2 separate regions of the Gossypium raimondii genome follow, and region 1 is linked to region 2. A link is a contact called in public Hi-C data. All regions are on one chromosome and are shown on one strand. The core of a region is the stretch at or near the end of the contact, and the rest is flanking DNA. Distances in the headings are between cores, read along the strand shown.

Region 1 (6,194 bases), core at 3,435-5,934, 180 kb before region 2:
TGGACTCCAAAATTTGTCGTATGTGGTCCTTTCGAACTCAATGCCAGCTGCTTGAAAACCTGAATTCTCTGCATGTCTTGTTAGTGTGAATGTAAATAGTTGCATCTTAGATAGGTTTTAACCCCCAGTATTGCTAAACTTTTTATGCTCTACACCATTGAAACTGAACTCATTTTTTAAGCAGGGGGTAAAGCAGTTTCTTTTGTGTAGATTTCTTTGTTAAACTTGAATGTTAATCTGGAATGTTAAACAAACCATTTCCACGTTAAGGATCAAATGAAATTCAAACATCATGTTCTTTTTTACGGATTTCAAATGTTTAAGAAAATTTTCTTGTTCTTGATTTTATGTTCACTATTTTGAAAAACTGAACTGCGACCTTTGTGCTTTACATGTAACGGTGAACTGCACCATACGGTGAGTGAAGGTGGGGGTAAGTCATATAATGCAGACATAAAATGCAACGTGCAAGTCATTTGATCTCAATTTGACACACTGATCTAAATCTTGCCAACTAGGTTCCACTGGCAGAACTCTGATACCAGGGAAGCCTAAGGGAACCCCACTCATTGACCATGTTGTATGTAATTCTAGTAATATCAAAGAACTTATTTCGGATGCTGGAAACCAATGCAAAAAGTTGGAATTGGGAATAGTGGCCAATGGTTAAGAAGGCAACAAAAACATTGTTTTATGGGGCGATGTAGGAAAATGAGAGAGTTAAAAGAATAGGATGTCATCGTCAACTACAAAAACCTTTGGACCAGAAAAGTCAGAAATAAAAAGTATACAAATAACAAATAAGAAAAAGGAAAAGGGTCTGGCTATGGAGTGACGTTTGTAAGCGCAACCTCCTTAAGGTAGATACGGTAGTACAAATTTTCCATGACTGTTAACTTGAGATTCTTAACTTTAGGTCAATGCCAATCCTAAGTTCAGCCACCTAAAACAAATAGCTGTGTTAACAATGTTAGCATGTGATTAACAGTAAGATGAAACATCCTGTATAACTGTTGCAACACTAATCAACAAAACAAACTAGATCCTAGGAAGTTACAGGAACCTCAACCTCATAATCTGACCCCTGGATCATCCCAACCAACCCACTTTATGAACAAGCAAAAAGATTATAGCTTCATTCAAGGTCTTGTTCCTCGCCTTAAATAAAGTTATCAAGTTTAGTTAAGCCTTTCCTCTGAGGAGGTCATTGCCTCCTCACTCCCTTCGATCTCTTCGGTTGGCAATTCCATTAGTTCTAGACCATCATCATGCCTCAAGACCCTAAGCTGATGCTTCATTGACTCGATTTCTTTTTTATATGCCCCACGGATCTCGTCTTACTTGTAATGCCCTTAACCCGACCCAAATCACCGAGTCCGAAACTTGAGTGTTACTACACACAATATTTAACAAAATTTTCAAAACAGCTCTCTTGAACTCGACTTTAAACGTTTTTCAAATTACTATACTTAAAATCTCATTTTTAAAGAAACAATTGAAAATATTTAGACCTAATAGAATAAATCATACTTGTCACCAGCGGTAGAGCATAGTGGAGACCCAGGGTAAAATTTTAATTTAGGCCCTTTATAATTTATAAAATTTTAAATTAATAATGGTAAAATTGTACTTTGGCCTCCAAAAATGATAAAAATTTGGTTTAACTCTTTAAAAATTATAAAGATATAGGTTATTAAAATGATGAAATTGTATTTTTACTATCGCAAAAATATACAATTTAATTCCACCCCCAGAAAAAAATTCAGGCTCCGCCACTGCTTGTCACTATATCTTTTACATTTCAAACACGTACTAAAGACTGACTCTTTAAAGCATAATTCTACAATACGCCTTATTTACAAATAGTGCACCGTATGCATAGCAACCTACTTCGCCACTACATTGGCACACTCCTAGCTTGTCCCTCCCGTCGAGCTCGTTCATACGACAATCTGAAACATAATCATAACACTTGTAAGTTCAGGAGAACTTATTGAGCTTGAATATAAATTACCTTTTTAAACTTTCTTGTTGAATTCTTCATCATGCATAATCGGATTACTCAATTCTATTATTGGCGAATATCTTCACATCGTCAGATAACCTCATCGTTCTTAACTTATCAACTTTCATCTAACTAAAAGGTTGACTCAAGATTTTACCAGTTAATACTGCCTTTCTCTTCCCTTCAACAACCATCAAATAGTTATTCCAGAACAATCAACCACAAGTACTATTCTCTTAACGGATACTATTTACGAATCTTACTTTTGGCGGAGTACCATGATAAGTTTGCTAAATCAGATCATATCCTGATACGAATTAGTACACATTCATACTGATAAGTAAACTTCAGATCATCCAAATGAATTCCGCACATCTTTGTTACAAAACACCAGACATTCAAGATAACAACTTCAATTCCTTAGGAACTCAGAATTAGACATGATACGATTTAGATGTGGCGGAGTCCAAATAACTCAAAATCAACCCTACATAGTACAGACAACTCAGACCAATGGATACTTATATATTTCATAATTGCGAATACACCCATATTTTTAACTAACAAATTACCATGGAAAATTCCTTTCTTGAACATACAGATATATACTTCCTTTCAAGAAACTTCCCTAATGACTCCTTCGATACATCACAGAACTAACCATACCAAAATAACTCCAGACATATCATTTCTTATCATAAAATTGATTATCAGGGAACACCCAGAGTGTACCCAGAATTCACCATAATTGCGATACATAATTCACCACATAGACTTAGCAGAGTACGCATCAAGGGCCAAATAGAATATGCCACAAAGGTAGCATACAGAATACGCCACAAAGGCTAATTAGAATTAGCCACAAATGTCAAACACAATTCGCCACAAAGGCTAACCAGAATTTGCCACAAAGGCCAATCAAAATGCCACCCAGGCACTCCATGAACTATTGTGTTTGCGATACGAATTTGTCTAAACTCACATCATGTGAGGTTTGCCCATCATCGCCCTGGGACACATAGAAAACCTCAGTAGATAAATGCGACTCATTCGCCTCTTTCTAAAATGTGCCATGACCATGGACTTCTTCAGAATTATCTTACCGAAATTCATGTTTATTTTCCTGACGAACTTCTTTAAATACCTTCGTGGTGTCAAAGCTCACATCACACAATCTCCCATCACTTTTTTACACCTCATTTCTCTAACATTTTTAATCACACATCATATATCTAACATAAGTATACACTCAAGTAGGCTATACTCATTTTCTTAATCAAATCAGACTTCAATACACGTTTCACACACATAAACACAAACATGTATCACAATATGCGTCCCAAGCACACACTCACACACATAATTGCTTCAGAGAATCACTTACACCCACACATACAAATCATTACATACTTAACTCACAAGAACATTATACTAAGATTATATTTTTTTTCAACAATCATTTAAATACTCATGCATCGTTATTGGAACATCAATTACAAGAGTCTATCTAGAAGAATTTGTAGGAGTCGACATTAGGGACTCACATGATACTCACCCATTGTAGCTCTAAGCTCCAACCCAGACATCCTTCTGAAACCAGCAACAACAATTGTTTAAAGAACATATATTCACTATTACAACCCTCATGCACACAAATTTCATGACATCTAAATCGTAGATAACCCCATGCAAGACCTTATACTAACAACTTATTGTTCGTATACCCCTTACAAACTTACCCTTTCAAAACTTAACATGCAGAACCGTAAGACTTACTCGGATATGGAACAACCATTGATTAAACCTTTCCCATAAGAATTTTAGTCAAGGACTGACCTTGGGGCACAACTTAAACACTTTCATCTTGTATTTTTAAATTTAAAGTAAAAATGTATGGATTTATGCCCATCTTGTGGGTGTTATCCACCGGCCAACCATTTTTTAAGAGTACAGAAAATCAGTCCTGATTTTAGCCCCCGTCTAACAGAGTTTTCCCCACTAAAGTGATTTTCAGAATTAGGGTTGTAAATGAACCGAGCTTGAACAAACAAACATCTATTCATGTTCGTTTGTTTAATGGTCACGAACATGTTCATTTAACTTAATCAAACATGTTCACGAACATATAATTGAACATGTTCACGAGCAATGTTAATAAATAATAAACAAACAAACAAACAAACAATAAATACATACACACACATATTGTTTAGATATAAAATAGTTAAATATAAATATTAATAATTATATTATAAATAAAAACAATACAAACTAAGATAATTTTATTAATATATACTAAGATAATTTTTATAAGAAAATATCATTAATAAATAAACGAGTCATAAACGAGTTAATAAACAAGCTTATAAACGAGCTTGTTCATGAACATAAACGAACCGAACACACCTCAATTCGTGTTTGTTCGTTTATTAAACGAATATAAAAATTTTATTCATACTCTTATTTAACTTAATAAACAAATGTAAATGTTCATTTACACCCTATCTAAAATATATTTCTCCACTTTGGAGTCAACCGCAAAATCGAAAGAGAGAAACCCATCTTCATATCGTTGTTTTGGTCCCCATGCACTTCATTGAAGATGAGAAAAAAAAAAAAAACTAACACAAATTATTTATAAACCCATATTAATATACTATTTTTTCTAGTTAATTTGACATTCCAACTGAATGATTTATAATATTGCATTCAACCAAAGTTTCAAGTGAAGAGCTTTGTCCATAACCAGATAATACCCAACACCCAACCTAAAAACATGTATCAGATTTGGAAGCTCATGCTCTTAGTTTCACTTTTAATTTGCCACCTTCTATCCAAGGTGCCGGCAACATCATTGGAGCCACCAAAGCACTTTGTGTTGGTTCATGGGTCTTGCCATGGCGCTTGGTCATGGTACAAGGTGGTGCCACTGCTAAAATCTGGTGGCCACAATGTTACCGCCTTAGACCTGGGTGGGTCAGGGGTTGATCCACAGCAAGTCAACACTCTGAGATCGATCTCTGATTACATAAAGCCCTTGAGGGAATTCATGGCATCGTTACCCGATGAAGAAAAAGTGGTGCTTGTTGGTCACAGTTTAGGCGGTTTGGCCATCTCTCAAGCAATGGAAATGTTTCCGGAAAAAGTCGCTGTAGCAGTTTTTGTGACAGCCTCCATGCCTGGTCCAACACTCAACGTTTCCATTCTCATTCAGAAGGTACGCATGCAATGATGCAATGATCCCTTTTATTATTGAATAAATTATTGAAAAGAAACTAGTTTGTTTTTGTTGAAAGGCATTACGTGATCAAGATTCCCAAATGGACAACCATTATACATACGATGATGGGCCTAGCAGCCCTCCAACCACCTTCACTTTTGGTCCAATGTTCCTCTCTTCTAAAGTCTACCAGCTCAGCCCACCTGAGGTACGATACTCTCATTAGTCATTACTACTTCGGCTGAGTTTTTAATAAATTACTTGGTAATTCCGGTAAAAATTCATATACTATTTAAAATTTTAGAATTTAGAGATAATAATCTTTTTTTAATAGAAAATAAAAATAAAAATATGTAAAAAATTAGAAAAAAATAAAAAAATATTTTTATTGTTTTCATTAAAAATATTTTGTAAGAATGAAAATGATTAAAACAAGAACTATTAATTTTAGATGAACCGCCCCTAATTTTTAGTCTCTTTACTTTCTAATTTCAAAATGCATGTTTTAAGCTTTTTTATTAAATTTATTGGTGCGAGATTCAAACTCATCTGATAACCATGTAACTAAGAAAATGACATCGTAATGTACATGAAATTAATGAAATTCTGCATTATATAAGATACTTGTCACATCTTAAATCTATTTATAAAATCTAAAAGAAATGTATGAATAAAAAATTAATTGCAGGATTCTGCATTGGCAAGTATGTTGATGAGGCCAATACGGTTGTATAGTGCAGAAGACATGTCAAGAGAAGTAGTACTCTCTCAGAAGAAATACGGGTCGGTTAATCGGGTTTTTATAATTTCGGAAAAGGATTTGGTCTCCAAGGAGGATTTTGTAGGGTGGATGATCCGGGAAAACCCACCCCGTCAAGTTGAAGTGATCAAAGGGTCCGATCATATGGTGATGATGTCCAAGCCTATCCAACTTTCTAAACTGCTATTATGCTTAGCTACAAACTACAG
Region 2 (6,434 bases), core at 1,619-4,118:
TTTATACATCTTTAATAATTTTGAAAATAGAAATACGAATTAAATAGACCTAATTGCAACGATCTCAAAAATATAAAAATTACGAAAAACTTACTTAGAAAACATTACTATGCAATGACCCTAAGTTGGCCGAACATGTTCAACAAAGGAGTTTTGAAGTTTCATTTTCGGTGGAAGAAGAAAGTAAAAAGATGTTTGCTTTTCATTATGTTTTATTATATTTATCTAACCATTATTTTTAATTAAAAAAATTCAATAAAACAATGCAAAATTATAACCAAACCGTCCGCCCATATGTACTACGGTCTAATTTCCTTTTAAACCTTATTTAATTTACCATTGAAGCCTTTTAATAATTAATTTTTTTATTTTTACAATTTAGTCCTTTTTACTTAAGTAACTATCAAATCATTAAAATTATCGGGCCAAACTTGAATCCATTTATACAAAAATTCCATAAATATTTAATAAAAATATTTACGAGCTTCTTTTGATGAAAATGAGATTCCGATACCTCATTTTTCAAAACAACTGACTGTTAGTACGCACCACTTGTACCTTGACTAACTAACCAATTAATAAAATCTATCTAATCAAAATTCACCATAATACTATATTTAACTCTTAAATATTAATTACTAATATATACGTACTCACTCATCGAAATTGTGATCTTGAAATTACTGTTTTCAACTCCACTGAAAAATGGGCTGTTGTTGAAGACAGCGTCTTGCAAAGGTATCGTGATGCTAGCACTGTACTATTTTAATTATGTTTAATTAATTTTTCAAGTATTTATGAAAAGTCCTTCAACATTATTTATTTTACTCTATAATAAAGTGATAACTTGAAGTTAATTGATGATGCATAGAAATGCATCAAATATCTAATCTAATAAAAATTAACTTATCCAAAAAAATAATTTTACTGCCAAATTTAATTAAGCTTGCCACCCAATCTTGCATTGACACCAAATAAAAAATCCCCCGTACAATTTCATAAAATTGGATTCCCAATATAAATTACACTTGTGAAAAATAAACAACATTTACTAATTTTAGTAGGAATTGTGTCCTAAAGTTAATAGAATTAATGACAAAAATCATGCCGTATATGCACACTACCAAAGTCCCTATGATTTTATGTTAGCAAAAATGGTTTGGATACTTTTAAGCTCATATAATTTTCAGTAATATATTCAAAAATCTAAAAATTTGGTATAAAAAATAAATCTCTACATAATCGGATTAATTGAAAGTTGACTAAAATGTTTTCCAGCCATTGAAAATGTCAGAAAAATTGCAATAGTTTTGGCCCTATCTGGAAATACTGTGAGCTGCTTAGTTGAGGTTGAGAGAAATTAAATGTTTGTTGGCAGGCTCCCCAACTACTTGATAAACAATATTTTTTTGGTACCCAGCAAACAAAACCTAGTTTGAAGTACCGGACTCCATGTCTTTATTTTTCTCCATCTTTTAAAGTAGCATAACACTAATATACATGTAATTTGAGCACATAAGTTTGAAACCTCTAATCTATAGCTGTCCTTTATGAATTTCTTACTCCATTTCTTTTATATAAACAAAGTGATACATGAAAATATGTAAACATAAAAAGAATGAAATTTGGGGAATGTGTATTTTCAAGAAAAGAGGCATTAGATGAGTGGATCAAGATGATCCACGTGTCAATGACCCAATGCCCCTGGAAATCTCATGCATTCCTGGATTGAAACCCAAGCATCCAAGGAGGCCTTGCTTGTAAGGTAAAAAGGTCTTCCTCTTCATCTCCTCCGACACGGCCCGGTTCGCCGTGTAATGCAACTCGTGAGCCGAAACCCGTCCTCTCCGCCTCGAACTCGACACCGAACCCATGCTATCAGTGGAGCGGAAGCTGGCGTTTTTAACCTCCTCCTCCGCCTCTTTCCTTGACAAAAGAGCATATTTCCTAAGGGGATCTTTACTCGCGGCCCTCCCTTCTGATGCACTCCGGAACAGTAATAGGTCTTTCAACTTCCATTTTTTGTTGACTTTTGAGAACGAAATGGATGACAGCAGGGAGGAAACATAAGAAGATTTTGGATTGTTTGCCGTGGAAGATTCATTGTTTTTCTGGGAATTTGATGATGTCTCTTCTTGCTCGAACATGATGTCGGATACCCTTAACGGAGACAATGATCTGCTTTTCTTATGAACATAGTTGCAGGCTGAAGACGTTGAAGATGAAGAAGATGCAGCAGCAGAGGTTCTTTCTCTCCCGCGTTGTTGTGATCCAAACTGTATGTCGTTTTGACCATGTTGTCGCTTTGATTTTGGAGAAGAAACGGCACTTGAGAAAGATTCATCATAACCAGGCGGGGGTTTCAAAGGTCGAATCTTTCCGCCATCGAAGAGCTCATCGGCTGCAGACAAAGAAGGTATTTCTAAATGCCCACTGAAGTTGAACTCGAAATCCTCTTCACACCCATGGCCGCCATCATCATCATCATCATGGTTGCTCTGACGCTTTTCCTCCCATTGAAAAGGATACAAAGAAGAAACATGAGTGGGACTGGATGGAGCACTGAAGAGGAAATTGCCGAAGCGTTGAGGACTTGAAGGAGCAGTCATGTATGGAGATGAACAGGCGCTATCGAAGTTGAAATCCACAGCGGGGAGTGGCGCTACCATTTCCATCTCCTTTAGCTTCTCGGGTTCTCAAAATTCAACCACCATAAACATAAAAATCAGGGGATTTTATCGAGAGGAAAAGGGAAAAGGGAAGGAGAGACGAAGGAGAGTAAATTGACCAAGTCGACTGAAGCCGCCTTTACAATCAACACTTCCAATTAATGAATTCGTTGATTTCAAGCATGGATTTTGGACATAAAATATTTGTATTTTTTATGAAGTAAATTTGAAAAAACTAACAAATATTCTAATTGAACACTATTTGATATTTAAAACTGATATATTGTAGTTGCTTATTGGGTTTTCATCTCATTGTGAAAGAAAAATATTAGATATCACTCACATGTATAATATGACTATTTTTCTTGTTCCCCAAATAATCTGACTACTTTTTCTTATGAATTTTCAACATCATAATGGGTGAAGAAAGTTTATATAAAAATAATGTAATTTTAGTTGAAATGGTAGAATAAAAATATTGTAATTTTTATTAATTTATAAAATATGATAGCTTTTTAATACTTTTTAATTAAATTAGGGTCCAGTTAATTCATAATAAAATTTATTAATCAAAGGAGCCGTGCCCAAATTGAAATATCAAATATAGTGCTGTCATCTTGATTCTTTTCTTTTTTTTTAAAATCTATCAAAATGACTGCAGAATATATTTTATTTAAATCTTTGTTTATGGGTTAATTGAAAAGGATAAAGTAGGATGATTAATCTGAGAGCGACCTTTAAAATGTAGCTTGCCTAGCCAAGCCCAGAAGTCCTTAAGTGATCAATTTTAAATATTTATTTGATATAATAGGATGGTTTTTTTTATATATACAAGTGAAAACAAAGAATAAAGTCAAATTCCATTTAAATAGGGTTTAAAAAACTACTTAATAATAAAGTTTGAGAAATTAAAAAGATCTAGCATGTTATTAGGTTTTAAGGTTTTGGTGGGTTGTGGTTTTGTGTCGGCGCTTGTTATGTTTTAGATTCGCTTTGAATTTTCTTTGTTTTTGTGGTTTTTGTTTACTTGGCTGTAGCATCTGCTCTGTTGTGTTTCGAGTTCTGTTTTCTTGGTATTGAGATTTCATGATGGAAAGGGATCTGGCGGGGATGTCTCTAGACGGTGAGGACGGCATTCTGGAGGTCTAAAGACAAGTTAATTCTGCAGTTACGGAAAATGAGTTTTGCTTATTCACTTCCAGGCGATGAGAAGCACGATAGCAAATTTATGGCATTTTGTTAATGGAGTCCATATCTCAGATCTAGGAGAGAAACCGTTCTTGTTCTTGTTTCGTTTCTTTCACGAGATGGATATGGAGCGAGTAGCTAGTGGGGCCCCTTGGACTTTCAATAATCATTTGCTGATGATTCATCGTCTTGAGGAGGGGAACGATTCGATGAAGGTGCCTTTAATTCTAGCAAATTTTTGAGTTCAAGTACATGATCTTCCATCGGGTTTCTTCTCTGAGCCACTGGCTAGAAAGTTAGGAGATTTTATCGGGAAATTTTTGGAGTATGATAGTGAGCGTTTAGAGAGGGGGGATGCGAAATTGCTTGCGGATGAGGGTTTGCTTGGATGTTAGACGTCCTTTAAAGTGGAAGAAGAGGGTCATGTTTTCCTCAAGGATATGTGGTTATGCTAATTTTAAATATGAGCGTCTGACGCTGCTTTGCTTTTTTTTTTTTTTTTTTTTGTGAAAAGTTAGGGCATAGCAACTCGTTTTGTCAAGCAAGAATGGCTCTAGGAGTTGAGGTAGCAAGATGGGTTGGGATTTGACCTTAAAAGCTCAATCTAGGCAAGCTATGTCTATGAATAGTGTGGCTCTAGAATATTTTCCATATTAACAACACCATCTTAGTATAACATAAAAAAACAAAGTTGGTCGTACTAATGTTACAGGCCACGGATCAAACCCCGTGACAGATGCATACAGAATGTCTATGGAGGTCAATTGATTAAATGGGAATCATTTGACCCACTTAAACTGGCATAATTCGTGGAACATCTGAAGAAGCCCATCTACTTGAAGCATTGGTGGCCCAGTAAAACATTTACATAAAAACTAAGGTTTCCATGGTATTTATGGAAACTAGTCTTAGAAGATTTGATTTTGTAATCTTAAGGGATCATGTAAATCCTTAAGAATCTTAATTGTTGATTGGCTTCAATCTCGACTGTTGATGTAAAGTAAATTGTACCATTGGATCTTGGGGAGCTCAACTATAAATAAAAGTGTTCCCCTTCATTTGTAATCTTCTCATAGGATCCCATTTGATCCCATTGTATCCTCATTCATAGTTATTGAATAGTATTGAGAGCATTTACTCAAAACTTTGTGAACGTTGCTTTCTTGTGGCTTTTTCTGTTATTTTGTTGATTCTTTAGTTTTAAGTTGTTTCTGCTTTATTTTCAGTGCATTGGAGAATTCTCATTGTGAATTCTCACTTTTTGAGAGTTAGGCTAACTTAAGGCGCATTTGAAGCGAAGAAATCACCGAAGGCTGCACAGATTGCAAGACTAAAATTCTAGCCCCGTGACACCAGCAGGTTGCATATCCATACCTTCAATCATAAGTGGAATTAAGATGATCCATACTTCATATAATACATGGAAAAATGAAACCTTGATAATCTTAATGATGCAAATTCAAATTCAAATGATGATGAACTCAGTCAAGAACCAACAGATGATGATAATGAGCATCTGTTAAATATTAAAGAGGGAATAAACCCAACAAGTATGCACTAGAACAATTAGATAAAATACATATGATGTTTATTTTCTTGTTATTTTTATTAGTAATTGTATTATCAACTACTTGTTTAGACTAATATGATACATGTCATTATTTGATTTTAATTTTGTTACTTTCATAGAAATTATTTTATCATACTAATATTATTATAGTAATTAAATTTTTTTAAAAATATAAATTATTTAACTATGTAATTACAATTTATACTACCAAACATGACATAGGGAATTACGATGTAGTTACACTATGTCAGCCAAACAAGTCTAGGGAATTACAATTTTTTGTAATTACAAGATAGTGTAATTACTAGCCTAGTAATTATATTTTCATTTAATTACTCTGTTCTATCCAAACAGACCCTTAGTAGAATAGAGGTGTAACAATCTAGTTTCTAGTGGTGTCAGGAAATGCAATTTCGGAACCTTGTTTCTGTAAACCGAGTCTGTAAATACTAAATAAGGGTATTTACGGAGTTAGGGTATAGATGAATTAAAATGTGGTTAAGCGATTTAGATGAAATTGTGAGTAATTATGGCTCAGGGACTAAATTGTAAAAATTTAATTGTTATAGATTTTTAATTAGATTAAGGCTTGGGAAATTAAATAGAAATTATTCAAATGACGAAAATGGCTAATAGACCAACTTTAAATGGACGATAGTGTGATGTGATGTTAATTACCATTAGATTAAAGTTATTAATGATTAGTGATTAATTCGTTATGATTAAGTTAATTAATTAAAACTAAACAAATTATATATATTAAAGATAGTGAAAAAAGATTAAATATTATATAGTGAAAAAAGATTAAATATCATCTTCTTTATCTATACACCACCGTCCACCCTGAAAAGCCATGGGAGAAAGCTTTTGAAAACTTTACACATTCGATCACCATTTTTAGGTAAGTCCCTAGCCATTTATTATTAATTTTTATAGATTTAAAGTTATGGGAGCTTGATTTAGCTAGCCAATGTACTAATTTGTAAAACTATTAAAGTTTTTAAAAA

Evidence for each region. Hi-C and Micro-C count contacts between places; a contact is called where the count stands out from the background.
Region 1: a contact with region 2 is called in a Hi-C map of leaf, with 2.0 times the contacts expected there. The contact joins the promoter of LOC105761906 here to the promoter of LOC105762826 in region 2. A contact is called at or near these places in 2 of 2 Hi-C or Micro-C datasets (both in leaf).

What each region holds. Positions count from the first base shown.
Region 1 is chr12:3,166,216-3,172,409 of ASM2569854v1, reverse strand. It overlaps LOC105761906 (methyl jasmonate esterase 1), which reads left to right and starts at 4,684. Exons shown (of 3, transcript XM_012579844.2): 1 at 4,684-5,222; 2 at 5,302-5,433; 3 at 5,914-6,194. The coding sequence starts at 4,782. LOC105762837 (hypothetical protein) reads left to right here. Exons shown (of 9, transcript XM_012580763.2): 9 at 1-309. The coding sequence ends at 55.
Region 2 is chr12:2,979,590-2,986,023 of ASM2569854v1, reverse strand. It overlaps LOC105762826 (hypothetical protein), which reads right to left and starts at 2,868. Exons shown (of 1, transcript XM_012580748.2): 1 at 1,548-2,868. The coding sequence starts at 2,675. The coding sequence ends at 1,671.